Linked DNA regions of Capra hircus: region 2 is linked to region 1. A link is a contact called in public Hi-C data. All regions are on one chromosome and are shown on one strand. Each heading gives the region's core, a stretch centred on a gene start, on an enhancer-like site or on the middle of the called end of the contact. The rest is flanking DNA. Distances are from core to core; before and after follow the strand shown.

Evidence for each region. A called contact is a pair of places that touch in the nucleus more often than the background predicts.
Region 2: a Hi-C map of blood shows a contact between it and region 1, with 4 times the contacts expected there. The contact joins two enhancer-like sites. A contact is called at or near these places in 2 of 5 Hi-C or Micro-C datasets (both in blood).

The regions. Positions count from the first base shown.
Region 1 is chr12:67,204,157-67,207,083 of ARS1.2, forward strand. No RefSeq gene overlaps it. Among named protein-coding and RNA genes, the nearest start is that of SPRYD7, 27 kb to the left of the region's middle. Within about 2 kb of position 1,470, at least 2 of the 5 cell types and tissues checked have an H3K27ac peak or open chromatin away from gene starts, as enhancers often do.
Region 2 is chr12:67,399,095-67,402,021 of ARS1.2, forward strand. No RefSeq gene overlaps it. Among named protein-coding and RNA genes, the nearest start is that of ARL11, 14 kb to the right of the region's middle. Within about 2 kb of position 1,372, at least 3 of the 5 cell types and tissues checked have an H3K27ac peak or open chromatin away from gene starts, as enhancers often do.

The sequences.
Region 1 (2,927 bases), core at 220-2,719:
CAATTTCTCCTCAAACACTTCTTCCTCTTCATTTTATTTTTCCTCTCTTTCTAGGACTCTTATCAGTCACATGATAGTATTCAATACTTCTATCTTCCAAATAACCTAGCTTTTAAAGAATATTTTATATCTTTTTGTAAAATAAAATTTAAAATATTTTATATCTCTTTCCTCCTTCCTTCTGAAAGATTTCCTTCACCTGGTCTTCCAAGTTGCTAATTTGTTCTGCAGCCTTATCCATTCTGTTATTCGTCTACCTGATGTGTTCTTTTCAACTATTATGGATATATTTTTCACATCTAAGATTTCTTCTGTTTGTTTTCTTGTTTTTGTTTATATTGCCATATATTCTTTTATCTCTTTTGAAGGACAGTTTTGCTGGATATGGCTTCCCCAGTGGCCCAGATGGTAAAGAATCTGCCTGCGATGCAAGAGACCCCGGTTCGATAGCTGGGTGGGGAAGATCCCCTGGAGAATGAAATGAACGCCCACTCCAGCATTCTTGCCTGGAGAATTCCATGGACAGAGGAGCCTGGCGGGCTACAGGCCATGGGGTTCCAAAGAGTCAGACATGATTGATAGACTAACACCGCCACTACTACTAATCCAATATGACTGGTGTTTTTAAAAAAGAGGAAACTAGGGGACAGACATGCATACGGAGTGAAGACAGCCATCTACCAGCCAACGAAAAAGGCCTGGAAAAGATCCCTCCCTCAGGGCCCTCTCAGGAAGAACCAACTCCATCTTACTTCAGACTTCTGTCCTCCAGAATTGTGAGATGATAAATTTCTGTTGTTTAAACCACCCAGTCTGCGGTTTTTCTTATAGGAGTCTTAACAAATGGCCTCCCTGGTGGCTCAGTGGTGAAGAATCCACTTGCCAATGCAGGAGACACGTTCGATCCCTGGGAAGATCCCCTGCAGGAGGAAATGGCAACCCACTCTAATATTCTTGTCTGGGGAATTCCACGGACAGAGAAGCCTGGTAGGCTACTGTCCATGGTTTCACAAAGAGTTGGACATGACTGAGCGACTCAACAACAACAAGCAGATTAACACAAATCTCAATTTTGGCGTGTTTCAACTGTGCAAATATCTTCTTTTAGGGTGCTTCAATTACCTCACCAGAAAAACAGGATAAACCTTCCCTCGCAGGGCTGCTGAGAAGTTTAAACAAGATAAGGTTAAGTGAAGAGCACCCAGTTCCCACACTGGAACAGAGTGAATGCTCGGTAAATATTACTTGAGTCTTTTCTGCTTGAACAAACCAAGTATTTCTTTCAGTTTACCCGACTGTGGTCAGCTCGGCAGCCTGGGGATGCAGCCTGGTACCGTCGACAGAATCCGCTCGAAGCCCTCGGAAAACACAGAAAAAGGCTTCGACAGCTTTGGGCGGCCCGCTTCACCCTGTGCCTTTGGCCAGGGCTGCCCCTAAGGTTTCTATTCCGCCCCGTGTAGGGAGAAACCACGGCCTCTAGGGGGCGCGCTGTCTTCAGAACTCGAGCCTGCACTCGCCCCTCGAGCGAGGCAAGGCGGCTCTGAGGCCACGCGGAAGGCGCGCGGTCCCCCTTCCTCCCCGCGCAGATTGCTCGCAGTAACTCCGGGAACCGGAAACCCCTCACTTTCCAGCCCTTCGATGAGCGCGCACTGATGCCCGATGTGCTATATCACTTACTCTGGACAAACCTTTCTCACAACTAAGTTAAGGCTCAGAGAGGTTAAGTAACTGGCCGAAAGCCACACAGCCAGCGGACTAGAACCCATTTCTTCCCAACTCCAAAAGCAGCAAAACATCTTTGCGGTCCAAGAAGCGCCAAGTATTCAGTTCTCCAGAGGGAGCCAGGTGACTGGCAGACCTAATCATGGGCCCACCAAAAGACCTCAGGGACAAGAAAACGAAACAGACTTTATTAATACTGTCCTTTTCTCCTTGGAACTTGCTGTTGCTCCTGCAGCCCTGTGTCTCTGCCTCTCTTTGCATCCAGTGGTGATTTTTTTTTTAAGCTGCCCTGACTCATTCTGAAAGTGAAGTCATTGGAGGTTAATTCCTTTTCCTTCTTTTCTCCTCAGATAGTTGATTTTCACAGCCACTCCAAACGAGTGTTCAGGACAGTGTAGGAGCAAATGTTTTAACTGTTTATTGCCTCCACTGGAGGAGTCAGGACACATTAAAAAACAACAGTAGTGAGTGCATGTAATTGATGGCTTATGTCTACACTGCTGGGCAACAGCAGGGTTTTTCCTCCTGAGATATAGTCTCCCGTGCCAGAAAAAATAACCAGTGTAACATGATGTTCTTTGACACTAAATTTGTACTCCAAGTCTGTCCAGGTGATATTCTCCAGCTCCTTCGGGCAATTGTTCATTCACCCACCCACCCATCCATCCTGCCAACAGTTGGGAGCCCATAGCACGCACACCACGGAGCCCTGAACCTTGACGGTATCTGCCTACAGGACCATTGTGATCCGGCAAAGCAGTGCTCACAGAACTGACACCAAGCCCATATTCAGAAAACACTCTTTAATGAAGGCCATGCTCATGCAAAAGATGTCGGTTCTTCCTGGACTTTTTGTTGTCTGGCCTTGTGTCAGTTCTTTTTAAGAGTATAGGAGTGGGACTTCCTCGGTGGTTAAGAATCAGCCTTGCAGTGCAGGGGACGGAGGTTCAATCCCTGGTTGTGGAACTAAGATCCCACGTCCCACATGCCTTGGGAGCAACTAAGCCTGTGCACCATAACTAGAGAGTCTGTGGGCTGCAAAGAAAGATCTAGCATGAAGCAAGGAAGATCCCGAGTGACGCAGCTAAGACCCGATACAGTCCAATAAATAAACAAATATATTGTTTTTAAGTATAGGAGTGAAGAGAGGAGCAGCTGGGAGGCTGGAATTTTGTTTCTGTTACACTCACCAGTCCCAATGTGGT
Region 2 (2,927 bases), core at 122-2,621, 190 kb after region 1:
TCATTTATTTTTGGAAACCAGTTTCCTTAGATGTTTGTGTCCACACGGATCAAGTTGACATCTTGAAATATTGGATTGGCCGCCTCCCAGCTCTTCAAGGGAGGGATCAAGTGTGCTGAGCGTGCTGCAATGCTACGTTTCAGGTGTTGAATCCCTTCCCCTTTGGAAGCCTCTCTCAGTCCCCCAGTCAGAAGAGGAGGACTCTGCATTCTTGCAGCCCTTGTCTGTGTCACTTAAGTGGCCTCGTATTGTTTTGTTATTTTTGATGTCCACCTTCCCAGCTGCACATGGGCCCTTCAAGGCCACACTTAGAATCCTAGACTCATATATTGTTTAAAGGGGCCTTGAGCGGGGAGTAGGGGAAGAGAAATTGGGAGATTGGGATTGACATTTATACTCCTATATATAAAATAGATGACTGATGAGAACCTACTGTATAGCATGGGCAACGCAGTGTTCTGTGGTGACCTAAATGGGAAGGAAATCTAAAAAATGGATGTGTGTATATATGTGTGTATGTGTGTGTATATAACTGAATCACTTTGTTGTACAGCAGAAACTAACAACATTGTAAAGCAACTATACTCCAATAAAAATGTTTTAAAAGCGGGGTGGGGCCTGGGTAGGTTCAGTTCACACACAAGGAGACTAAGGCTCAGAGAGGTTGGATAACCTGCCCAAGTCCACATAGCTTTTTAGTGAACTAGAACCGAGTTCACTTAAAGTACTTTTAGGGACTTCCCTGGGAGGCCATTGGTTAAGTCTTCACCTTCTGATGCAGTGGGTGCAGGTTTTATCCCTGGCCTGGAGCTAAGATTCCATGGGCCTCCTAGAAAACATAAAATGTAGCAATTTTGTAACAAGTTCAACAAAGACTAAAAAGATGCTCCACATCAAATAAGTACTTTTTCAAGTCCAACCTTGTTAGACATGTTGCCAGAAGCCTGCAAGCTATGAAAATCATTGTTTTGTGGATTTTTTAATGGTCAAAAAAATTCAACCTCAGTACATTTTTGATCATCTGGGTCTATTCATTATACTTGAGGAGCCTCTCAATTTCATTGTTCTGTGTTTGCTGATGATGCATTTTAGTTAAAAAAATAAATATTCTGTCTTGGCCTCTCATTTCTGATTTGCTGTTTTGTGCTAAAAGGAACCGGGCACAGATTTTTGGCATTTCTTGGTTACATTCTGGGAGTCAGACTGCTTTTGGTCCCAGGGGTGCTGGAGGTGGGATCTAATCACTAAGAACTGGAAGCAGGGTCTCACCCAGTTGAGTCGCAGGAATTGGGTGGGTCTCATGGGCTTCGGAGCGCCCACAATTTGAACTGTCTCGGTAAAGTCATTGCCTGTAGGGAGATAGGACCGCAAATTCATGCTCCCCGCAACAGCGACATCTGGCGGCCGTGGGGTAATTTGAGAGGCTGATCTGTGGGTTCTGATGGGATGCCCCGATTGTATTGATTAATAGTAAAGCAATTGTCACTGTGGAAGCCACTGCCCTTTCCCGGGGAACCCCGTTTCCTCCCATGACACACCCACCTCTAACCACCCCACACCCAGGATGCACCTGCAGCAGCTTCCTGCCTCCTGGGGGCCCCTCTCCTCCTAGCCCCACTGGCTGCCTGGGTGCAAAGAAGTGGACTTGGGCCATCTGGCAAGGGTCAGCCGCCAGCGGCCATGGTAGGTAGGGCAGGCCTGGCCTGCATTCTGGAGCTTGCAGGCCAGTGATTTACTGCCTGCTTGGGCATCAGGTGGCTGGGGTATTTTTAGTGTCCCACTCTGGAAAGTGTCAGTAGTTCACTAGCCCGAAGTTCTGTTCTGTGCAGAAAGGGTTCCGTGATCATGATCAAAACCTGTATCCTCTCATTCTGCCTGCCTTGATTTTCTTGTTGTTCAGCCGCTCAGTCGTGTCTGACTCTTTGTGACCCCATGCACTGCAGCACGCTGGGCTTCTCTGTCCTTCACCATCTCCCGGAGCTTGCTCAAGCTCATGTCCATTGAGTCGGTGATGCCATCCAACCATCTCATCCTCTGTCGTCCCCTTCTCCTCCTGCCCTCAATATTTCCCAGCATCAGGGTCTTTTCCAATGAGTCGGCTCTTCACATCAGGTGGCCAAAGTATTGGAGCTTCAGCATCAGTCTGTCCAATGAATATTCAGGGTTGATTTCCTTCAGGATGGACTGGTTTGATCTCCATGTAGTCCAAGGTACTCTCAAGAGTCTTCTCCAACACCACAGTTCTTGCTTTAGAGCCTGGCTATTCCTGTCATCATATTAAGGGCTTTGAGATGTCCTGCAGTGGAGAAACCTGTGCAATTCCATTAAACCTAGCACCTCCCAAGCTTGTTGGACCACAGAACCCTCTTTTCAGGCCAACAGCCCTTCACAACCTTTGGAACCGGTGGTTCACAGACCCAGGCTTGGGGAGTGCTGGCCCACATGCCACAGCCACATCGTGAGAGCTGCCAGCTGCCTCGACTCGTGGCTGCATCCGCACCCCAGATGGCATCTCCTTGGACGCCAGTTGCTCCCAAAAGTGAACCTGAGCTCATCGTGAGTCAGTCCCGCCTGGACCATTGCCCCAGTCCTAATCCCTCTCCACGCTCGCTCTCCAACACCTCCCAGCCTGCCTGGTAGCCGAACCATTGGGAGGCAGCAGGGGAGAGAGGGGCCCCCCATGCCTCCACATCTGTTGCAATCCTCTTCCTCGTGCTCCCCTCCCCGCCCCTGCCCCAGATCAGCATCCAGAGGGTGCTGCTTGCTTTGAGGCCAGGAGCCCCTTAGACAGCAATCTTCTTGCTTTCTCTTGCTTTCTGCCTTCTGAGTTCTCATCCTGTGTTCCCCAACATCTGCTTGGAATGCCCTGGGCCTGGGAAAGAAAGTGAAAGTGTTAGCCGCTCAGTCACATCTGACTCTTTGTGACC